3 separate regions of the Zea mays genome follow, and regions 2 and 3 are each linked to region 1. A link is a contact called in public Hi-C data. All regions are on one chromosome and are shown on one strand. The core of a region is the stretch at or near the end of the contact, and the rest is flanking DNA. Distances in the headings are between cores, read along the strand shown.

Region 1 (3,553 bases), core at 350-2,849:
AAGTCAAACACGCTTAACTTGGAGGTTCTTTCGAGATAGGCTTTCGAAAAAGAAGATGTACCTTATTGGTATCGATACTCTATTAATTTTATTAAGCCTTGGACAGGAAATCACAATCCCAGGGGCCAGAATATCACAATTCACCCCCTTAGAAGACTGATGTCTTTGTCGGTCAACCCTAATCCAGAAACCTCCCCTCTTAGCCACGTTTGTGTGTCTAGTGTCGTCATATGCCATGCCATGTGACCACTCCGGGCCTACATGCGCCATATACCCGAACCCCCTAGCCCACACACGCCTGTGAAACCTCGAGGATCGGCTCTGATACCACTTGTAACACTCCGTCCAATCCCTGAACTAGCGCTACTTACTCATGGCAGCTCGCTAGGATCATATATTGTATCCACAGGTCAACACGAGTCTTTTATGCGTAATTTGTCCTCACTCATGCGCACCCGAGAAAACTTCCCGATTGGTCATATATCCCAAATTACTTCAAGTCAAGCACGTTTAACTTGATACTTTCAAGATATAATTCCAAAAAAGAAGATGCACAACCCGGACCCGGCTCCGTTGACGCTAGCAGCCCGCTCCCCCGTTGGCTTTGGATACTGCGGCTGTTGTCCTTAAGGGAAAGTGATATTCCAGTTGACAAATATGTGCCATGCAGAACTAGGAGTTATCCTTAACGGGGCGTTTGGATCCCTTCATTTTAGAGGAATTGGAATTCACTCAATAAAGTAACTTATTTAGTTTGGAATTTGTGATTCCACCACTTTCCAAAGTTAAGATATAAGTCTATCTCAAATTCATGGGGTGGAGGGTGGGAAATGATTTTGTGCATTAGTAGAATTTGTTTCAACTGTGTAACTTATATAACACTCTTTGTCTCACTCCTCTATAGTAAAAATGTAGCACATAAATATCTCTCACATCTTGCTAATAGTAGTATATAAATATATTTTACATAAAATCGAATTAGCTTAATTGATTTATGCCTAAATTACTATTATTAGAATGGAATTCAATTCCAATGATCCAAACGGGGCGTAAAGGAAAGTGATATTTTAGTTGACAAATATGTGTCATGCAGAACTAGGAGTCAATCTGTCTGACGGCGAAGCAGTGACCTTGCAGATGATTCTGACAGTACAGGAGATGGAACTGGCGATTGGAACTTGCAACTAGGGATCGGTAAAATTAGTGAAGCTGGCCCACAAGATTGATTCAAAAAAAGATTTGCTCCATTAATATTAAGAACTGTTGGAGATACACAGCTTTAACTTCCAAAACTTGTTTACCAACTCTCTAAAAAAATTTAGGGAACTAAATTTTAGAGAACTATTGAAGTTGTTCTAATAATAAGATATATGTCGCTCTCACTCGTTAGCTCCACGCCTCCACCATCTTAATAAAAGGTGTTTTTTTCAGCACCTTGGGTCCACCCCCATCTCCTCCACCTTCACCTGCAGGCAGATTTTGTTTAACAACATTATTATTACCTATATTAAAGCAGCCGGCCAAGCTGGCCATCCGGATGGTCTACGTCACCGTTTAATTCCAACCGTCCATTTTTTTTTACCGTCAACAGATCACAAACGTCCACATGGCTACCTACCACTGGCCATCTGAATTCTTCAGGAAATATCTACCTCCTCTGCCGCTCCCGGTCACCACGCAGCTTTCACAACACAATTTTTTTTTCCTGATACACAATGTAAAGCACGTAATCTAGAAATACGCTTACGCTATGTATCTCTCGCGTAGCGAATGGGCTTCTGGAAGATCTGGTTCAGCAAACCACTTGCAGATCAAAGATCCTTGAAGAGATATGGAGTCTGAAACAAAGAGCAATAATGACAGAGGCGAACATAGACACAACATGTATTTTGAAATTAAGGATACATTTTCGTGTGTTACAAAGGAAAAGGACGCACCCTTAAATATACGACTTGTCAAACCAACGAAAAAGGAAAACCAGTGGCTCTTGTCTGCATGTATTCGTCAGCATTGAAATCGTCAGCGTGGGAGCCCCATAATGCAACGGATGCTGTTTCACTGCACCCAAATCATTTAAGATCAGATTATGATTTGCACCCAAATCATAATGTACCTGAACAGACCGTGTTGTCTTTGTCCCTTTCTCTCAATGTTTGGAATGGCACCAAACTGCATGCATACCTAGGGAAATCCAAGGGTAACGGTGATATCTCAGTAACATTAGTATACCTTGCCATTATGGGTTTGTCCATAGCATGATATGTATCTCGTGCTTGAGCAACGACACGGAAATATCTTATGTAATATTCTCGTATTTTCGGCATGAAAGCAGGAATCCACTCTTGCTGAATCTCAGCATCCATTCCATTGTATCAGACTGTGGAGAAGGCATAATCAGTGACAAATTTGAATACAGAACTTTAATGATGGAAACAGATTTTGAAAAGTGTGATTACCTCTTCATCGAGCATGACAAAGTTAAGCCTGATTATGTTCGTAGGATCGCGGCTGTCCAAATGTGTTGTTATCCATGTTACTCTGACCTTTACCATCCATCGATGGGACTGTTCATGAACATGCCTAAGAAGAACGGGTTCCATGCCGATGACAGCCACAGTCGTTATGAATACTGAGTAGTCGATTGAGGCTGCCTCTGACCTTGGGATTGATCTTGCTCTTCAGTGCCAAATGCACACCAGTTTGCATTGGTGTATATGCCGGAGCCGATTCATCATCTGGTCAGCCAATTTCTTCAACACCATTATTACTTCCAGATTCCTGCACATCATCGCAGCTTAACATAGAATCAGTAGCATTAACCAATTGAGCATTACTCGATTTGTCCCCTATGGAATGAGAGTTTGGTTGAAGGTGATGTGGTAGGAGGAGAATTTCTTTTCTAAGCCTAGCCCCTGCATTTTCATGAAGTTCAGAGAAGGGAAAAATTTGCTCATCAAACACAACAACCCGAGAAATATAGACTCTTCCTGTTTTTGGTTCTAGACACTTGAACCCTTTATGCAAGGGACTATAGCCAATGAACACACATTTAGTAGAGCAGAAAGCTAACTTGTGAGTGATGTATGGACGAAGATTTGGCCAGCAAGCCGAACCAAAGATTCTTAAGTGAGAGTAGACAGGTTTGTGCCCAAGGAGGAGTTCAGTAGGAGTTTTCATTTGAATTACTCGAGATGGGAGAAGGTTGATGAGATGTATAGCGGTTATGAAAGCCTCGTCCCAAAACTTTAAAGGCATGGAAGCGTTTGCAAGAACAGCAAGGCCAACTTCAACGATATGGCGATGTTTTCTTTCAGCAGAACTGTTTTGTTGATGGGCATGTGGACAAGAGACATGGTGGGTAATCCCAATTTTTTTGAAAAAAGGAGTTTAATTTCTCATACTCACCACCCCAATCAGTTTGCATTGTAAGAATCTTTTGATCGAATTGTCTCTCAATAAGGTTTTGAAAATTACGAAAGACTTGAAAGACATCAGATTTGTTTTTGAGCATGAAAATCCATGTATACTTACTGAAATCATCTATAAAACTCAC
Region 2 (3,553 bases), core at 751-3,250, 250 kb before region 1:
ATATGGTTAGCTTTAACACAACCCTCTAGTTGATCATATTGTTTCATGACAAAAGGAGGTTTCATGTTTGAACAAATATATACTCGATGCACCATATATTCTACTTTCTAATTATATCTTCCAATAACATGATATGTATGTTTAGATAACCATAGCAAATCAACACTAAAAGAAAGTTTCTCCTCTAAATTATTTAGATTACATGGAACATCAAATTCAATATAGCCCAAACTATTTAAAAAGATAATAAGTTCAGCTCATCATGCACACTAGTTATAGAATTGAATGTTCTAAGTTCAGCACAATTACAGGATAGGAAGAAACAATATCAAGTTTGTGCTCAAGTTGTGGCATATAAGTAATAGAAGAATCATCACACAACTCTTTTTTATCACAAGAATTACTAGTACAATCATAATGCAATAAAGGAAACTCAAGTTTATTTGAAGGCATGACATCATTGGAAGAAACAAATCGTTCTCTCATAAGCATTTTCATATTAGCCCAAGTTTGTGGTTTATCAGATGGAGTTAATGACTCCCACCAAGATAAAGCAGAATGGGTCAAAACACTAGGGGCCTTTTTGTTCTTTTTCTGTTCACACATAAAATATTCTGAAAAAGACAATCTATCTTAGTTTCCCACTCGATATATTTTTTAGCATATATACCATCATAAGATGGAAAAAAACATGGATAGAATCACCTGCAGAAGTTGTAGGGTGTGGTAGGTGAGTCTCCATCGTGTCCATCTGTTCAACAAGTCCTAAAACTCTCTTAAACCTTTCAGTGTTCATGTTGAGTGCATCATAACTCTCATCATGTCACGGAGCTTCGGATGAAATGTTCTTGTCATTGTTAGTACAAAATAGAAACAAAGAAACAAGCAAAAGGTGTGAATAAGTACCTGTTCTGCTCGAGACAATGTTGGAGCTTTAGAAAGGCTCACTAATATATATATATATATATATATATATATATATATATATATATATTTGTGACACACAATTCAGTAATAGATAGCAATGCTGAATAAGTGTCCAAAGTACTCGTCCTAGTTGCTGGCCTAGAGAATGTATTAGAACAGTTGAAGGAAGACACAAAGGAGGTAAAGGATCTAGGCATAGCAAGAAAACAAGATGGAAATAAGATGATTCATAGAGGTGCACAGATCAATGATGTTCTGTCTGTTGCTGACCTAGTTGTTTTTGAGCTGCTACCGGCACGAGTTTCCATGAGTTGCGGACTTGCGGTGTCATTAGTCCGAGGAAGAAGAATGGGTTGCACCCAGTTTTTGTTGGTCTCGTAAGTTGAGGCGGCGGCGGGTCCAGACAGAAAGAGCGCATTTTTCTTCCGCATCATTGTCTCTGTTTCTTTTATTTATTCGGTGATCATGAAGAGAAAATATGGAACGCGGAAATGTGTTTTATTTATTTTGTTTACCACACCACACCACACCACACCACTGCGCCAAAGCTTCCCTGATACAATACATACAGTACAATACAATACACGAGAAGAGAAGACCACATCCAGGCATCCAGCTACTGCTCCTGGGGCGGAGGCACGGCGGTGGACTCACGGAAAGAGAGCATGCTGGGCGAGTCAACTCTGACGATGACTTCTTCGCCGGCGGAGTCTTCGCTCGAGTTGTATTCCTCCTGCAAGTTCATAGCCCTCCGCTGCCCCTGTGCTGCCCCTGCCGGAGCAGGAGCGGTGGCAGCAACCTCAGGTAGAGCTGCCACTCTCTTCATGTTGGAGCCCTCCGACTGCACGGAGAGCAGATGCCGCTCCTTGGATATGGATGGCATCCTGGGGTAGGAAGAGCTGTGCTTCTTCTGGTTTGTCATCGTCGTGGCCGCCTGCACGCGATGACGTGGCCTCTGCCGCCGGTGACCCTGCTGGCCGGAGGAGAGGCTCACCACGCTGCCCCCGTACATGCTCAGTTGCAGGGCCCTGGAAGACAAGCCGCCCGGCAGCATCTCAGCTGCTAAGCCTAGGCTGCCACGAGACCTCCGGAAGCTCTCGGGCCAGCTGAGCAAGCCGCTGTGCTCCTTGCTCATGCTCCGTGCTGGCTCACCTTGGGGCAGCGACGCACTTGTCTGAACATGAAGATGGGCGGCCTCTGCCTCGTCGAAGAAGATGATCCGCGCTCTGGCTTCCACCTGATACCTGCGTGCAGTATGGCAGTAGTCTATACCCCACAGACAGACAGAGCTCAGAGCCTTTCTTCGTCTCTTCATTTGTTTAGGCAAAAAAACATACGTATGTAGTAATTAATAAATAATAAAGAGACCTGAGGACTCGAGACCGAATAAGCTCAAGTCAGCATTCCATGGCAGAAGCAACGCTGGGGGCGTGATGAGAGTCAGGTTCTCGATCTTCAAGAACCCTTCCAGCAAAATGCCAATGCAATTCTGCTCCACTTCCAAGTCTTCTCCCTTGATGTATATGTTCATCGTCGACCTTTCAGCAACCAGAACCCTCATCTCATGCATTCCCATTTTCTCGAATCTATGAGGGACCAAAAGCCTGGCAAGCACCAGAGCACTTTCCTGCCAACATCCATCCATGATTTACTATACTACTACTAGTGTATGTGTAGTATGAGTAAGTATTTATTTATTACCTGCCACAGGAAAATCTCAATCGAAGGATCTGAATGGAGCAGCTCTTCTATCTTTTCAGTTTCGATGAAGAAACACTGTACCATCGAATCTGTGGTCATGTCACAGATATATGGCTTTCCAATCAGCACCTCATACAGACCCAGAGTGCTCCCATGCGATAAAATTGGATCCAAGGAATGCCTTCTGCTTAATCTCTGACTTGTCCACTGTTGTTGGAAATTTTTTTTAAAAAAAGTGGGGGAATAAAATGCTCATTAGAACGAACAATTCTTCCCCAACAGAATTTTGTCTAGTGTTGTTGAGGCGCGGACAGACCTTCACTACACCAATAGAAACAAGCCAGATACCGGTTGGCCTGGATCCTTCTCTATACAGCGTTGTGCCCTGCCCTCGCAGGGTTTCCTTCGTATTGCTTAGCAAAGTATCACGTACAGCAGCAGGCAGCGCGCCAACTAAAGGATGAGTGTTCAGAAGATCACTGACTCTTGGCATTTTCACTATTGGTGGATTCCTCTGCAACTTCTTCAAGTCTGTCTGCCAAGTGAATTAGCATGGCTTACTAGAGTTATATAAAGCATATTTACTGTAAGTTAAATATTCCAGCTACCTGCAGAGCATCATCTAAATGGACCATTTCCTTCTCTTCCAGCAGCCCAGTCTTCTGGAGGTTTTGAATATACTCACTCAAGTGTGTCAGCACAGAATATGTGACTTGTCGTGTCTTTAGCACTCGTAGCACCTGAAATTGTTGGGTGGGGGGAAAGGATTTCAGAACCAGGGCACTGCAATTCATAAGCAGGAGGATTCTTTAGTTTATTCATGCAATGATCCTTATCTTCGTTATTATGTTGATTTTCTACTTTCTTCAAGTTTTCCAGAGAGAAATGCTTGGTGAATATGCTACCAAGGCTTCATGTTGTTGAA
Region 3 (3,553 bases), core at 611-3,110, 240 kb before region 1:
CTAGAGGATGTGTTGACCATAAGCTCACAAGGCAAAGGGATGAGCTGATTCAGATAGCCTCCACCCTTGTCCTAACAGATAATCAGGGTGGGATTATTTGGGCAATACGGGGGTGTGCTGTACTACTCGCAATCTCTATATAGGAGCATCAGTTTCCGGTGTGTGACTCCTGCATACTACACCCCTGCAGTTTGGAATCCTAGGACCCCTCTGAGGGTTCATGTCTTTTTGTGCGCTTATCGAAGAACAAGTTGTCTAGAGGTAAATTAGCCAAAGTGAGAATGGTAGCTGTCTCTTTTGTGGAGGTTTGGAGAACATTTTTCATCATTTTTTTGAATGTGCAGTGGCTAGGAGGCTTTGGGGTGAGTTAGCTGAATAGGAAGGTGCTACTCATTACAGATTTTTTGAATATTTAGCACCAAAGTAGTTGTCTAGTAGGAAGAATAGTGTCTAAACCCAGAAGTAATAACTGAGGACCAGCACACAAATGAAGTAATGAACAGCATAACAGAGAAGTGCAACAGGCAGGAGTAAGGGCCATCCAGTGTTGACAGTAACATTTTAAGAGAGAAACTGAAATGATTTAGACATAAAAGAAAACTTTTGAGTGTGAACAAGCATTATTGTTATCATATCTTAGTTTACTCCCACATTGAGCGTGCACAGAGGATAAACAAACATCACATGATGTACCTTTATTTGGTGTACTTCCATGGAGAAGGAGCTTTCAAAGAGGAGGGCAGGTAGAAAAACAGCCAGCAGAAGATCAGGGTTTATGTTAGCCCCTGCAAATTAATTGAAAGGGAAATAATTAACAGAATGATGAATGAAATCAAACCAGGTAGGGAATTGAATTAGGTACCTATACATACATGTGGAAGGAACTGAAGTAACAATCAATAAGAATGAATAGCAGTATAAGAAACTTACAGATACGAATTCCAGCTCCAAGCTTGCCTAGACCATGTTGTGTTCCGTACTCTGGAGGTCATCAGAGAAAGAAAATAGTACTGCTTAGCAGCAGAGCAAGTACAATAAAGAGAGAAAACTGAGGCGGGGGCCATTATTATATTACTACATCCGTGGCATCTACTTCAACCATTGTACCAAATGAAACTTTTATAAGTTTGACTGGATTTATAAAAGACATTACCAACATTTATGAGATAAAATTAGTATCATTAGATACGCCATAAAATATACTTTTATAGAATGTTTATTTACTCTCATAGATGTTGATATTATTCTCCATAAAGTTGGTCGAAGTTGCAAAAAAATTAACTTATGAGAACTCTAGAAGTTGATTACACAAAAGAAGGGCTACTACTAGTGTAGTATCCTGATCAACTGAGCTGACTGAAATAGAAATAGAAATAGTAGTAGCAGCAGCAGCCGCTAATAAGTCGCTCTGTCGTATAATGAATTAATTATCCATGGCAATTAAAGGGTGTTTACTGTAACAAGGATGAGAGCGACTGAACTGAGAGCTCCTGGTCCTGGCAGATGGTTGCGGATTAATTAATTACGAAAGCGGAAGAGGCACTGCTGGATTCAGTTTCGGAAATCCCATCCCATCTATAGATAGATGAATAATGAAGGAGGAAATGGAAAGCAACCTAACTTACCGAGGGATCCAAGCGCGACGCCGAGGACGAGAAGGGCGACGGTGTAGGGCACGCGGGTGCCGCGGAGGAGGTGCCGGGAGGCGATGCCCAGCACCAGCGACACCCCAACGAAGAGCACCGCGTTGTCAGGCTCAGCCTCGCCGCCCATCTCGCTGGTCCTTGTATGTGACGACCCCTTGGCCGGAGACCACCGCCGTGAGCCGGAAGAGCAAGCGACGAAGAACAGAGTATTTAGGTAGTTGAAACTGATTTGATTCCTTTCAGATTTTGTATGTGGCACAAGATGCATGATAAGTAACTAGGGTCTGTTTGGTTGGAATGTGGCCGTGAAAAAAATTGTTGTGGGCTGTGAGCTGTGGAAAAAGCTGCTGTAAGCTGTAAGCTGTTAAAAAACTAAAAAACTGTTTGGTGGAAACCACTAAAAGTCGTTAAAAATTTTTCGATATATGTTTTCACAGTTCCATCCGAAAAGTCACTAAAAGCAGGTTCAGGGATGCTTTCAGATTTGCACTATGAGAAAGTCGGCTTTTAGAAAAAGCTACTCCTGGATCTAGCCCTTTGATTGGCTTTTGACTTTTAGGGAGGCAAAAGTCAAAGTCAAATCAAACATACCCTTATAAGCACTCCATCAACACTGCTAACCTGTTATTTATGGCCCATTACGATACTAATATGGCTAGGGATGGCAATTCTACCCGCGGGCACGGATATCCGTGGGTTTCGTACCCGATGGGCATGGATACGGGTAAGAAATCTCGCCCACGGGTAAGAATACGGACAACACTTCTCACCCGCGGGTAATTGACGGATATAAAATTTCACCCGCGGGTATTACCCGTTACCCGCTTAATTTACTAGCCCATCAAAATATCGCCCATGTGTTCATTTTATCCTAAAACATTGTGTTGTAATAATTAATTATCTTAAGAGTTTGAGACTTATGTTTGTGGATGATCGATCATGTTTGTGGACTTTTAAGTTTGAACTATGTTCCTTGTCATTATATTATGTCTGTCAAGTTGTTGTGTTCTTGGTAAAATGAACATGACCACATACTCTATGGTATTTTCTAGCGGGTAACAGGTTGCCCGATATCCGCGGATATCCTGCGGGTACGGGCACGGGTCGAAAATTTTACCCGCAAGCTCTCGCGGGCACGGGTAAGCACTAGAGGCGCGGATATGTTAGCGGGCGGGTAAATGGCTTACCCGCACTTTACCCGACCCGCTGCCATCCCTAAATATGGCCTATATAGCCCAATAACTCCATTACAGATTCTATTACTGACTCCTTAACAAACGATGGGCCTGTTTGGTTCAACTTTTTTCTGACCAGCTTTTCTGAGAATCTGGCTGTGGGGAGAATCTGGCTGTGTAGAGAATCTGAATATCATTAGAATTACGTGTGGAAGAAGATAAAGGTGTCCATAGGACTCAGGATTTAGAAAGTGACGGATTACTACTATTGCAACGACTCAACCGATTATGTGTTTATGTTGATTTTGAATGGTTTTTACCCAAACGAATTTTATAGAAGCTAACTGAAAAACTGAGCGTTTGGCAGTCCGCAATAGCTTTTGGTGGCCAGAAGCTCAAAAAGCTGAAACAAACAGGGCTGATGTCTGACCTTATTAGCAATCTCCTAGCGCCATCACTTGCCATCAGAGACACTCTAGGCTGCACTTCAGTTATGACATCGCATCTCTTTCGCCGTCTTCGATGGAGTGCTGCTTGCACGACTAAGAGGAAAGGAGCAATGGCACTGAAAACTCGCTCCATCTCCATTAGCTCTCTAAAAAAATGCTCAAAGATGTTTGGTTTACAGGGATTAATTTAAATTAGTACTTCCAACTTATTTCATTTTAATCTTTAAACTAGGTAGGTGCCCGTGCGTTGCGACGGTAGTAAAAAAATTTATATGAAACATAG

Evidence for each region. Hi-C and Micro-C count contacts between places; a contact is called where the count stands out from the background.
Region 2: a contact with region 1 is called in a Hi-C map of an unstated tissue, with 3 times the contacts expected there. The contact joins two enhancer-like sites. A contact is called at or near these places in 5 of 25 Hi-C or Micro-C datasets (ear, endosperm, leaf and 2 more).
Region 3: a contact with region 1 is called in a Hi-C map of leaf, with 4 times the contacts expected there. The contact joins the promoter of LOC100383969 here to the enhancer-like site in region 1. A contact is called at or near these places in 6 of 25 Hi-C or Micro-C datasets (bundle sheath, ear, endosperm and 2 more).

What each region holds. Positions count from the first base shown.
Region 1 is chr1:185,277,527-185,281,079 of Zm-B73-REFERENCE-NAM-5.0, forward strand. LOC103641258 (ubiquitin carboxyl-terminal hydrolase MINDY-2) reads right to left here. Exons shown (of 28, transcript XM_035964171.1): 27 at 2,457-2,778; 28 at 1,223-2,377. Among protein-coding and RNA genes, the nearest start is that of LOC118476086, 3.4 kb to the right of the region's middle. Within about 2 kb of position 1,600, at least 4 of the 20 cell types and tissues checked have an H3K27ac peak or open chromatin away from gene starts, as enhancers often do. A contact at or near this core is called in leaf, where this site is marked.
Region 2 is chr1:185,022,336-185,025,888 of Zm-B73-REFERENCE-NAM-5.0, forward strand. LOC100383969 reads right to left here. Exons shown (of 22, transcript NM_001362235.1): 18 at 3,237-3,368; 19 at 2,945-3,163; 20 at 2,629-2,835; 21 at 2,296-2,554; 22 at 1,408-2,193. The coding sequence ends at 1,544. Among protein-coding and RNA genes, the nearest start is that of LOC100383969, 18 kb to the right of the region's middle. Within about 2 kb of position 2,001, at least 8 of the 20 cell types and tissues checked have an H3K27ac peak or open chromatin away from gene starts, as enhancers often do. A contact at or near this core is called in leaf, where this site is marked.
Region 3 is chr1:185,039,874-185,043,426 of Zm-B73-REFERENCE-NAM-5.0, forward strand. LOC100383969 reads right to left here and starts at 1,861. Exons shown (of 22, transcript NM_001362235.1): 1 at 1,626-1,861; 2 at 931-981; 3 at 694-785. The coding sequence starts at 1,773.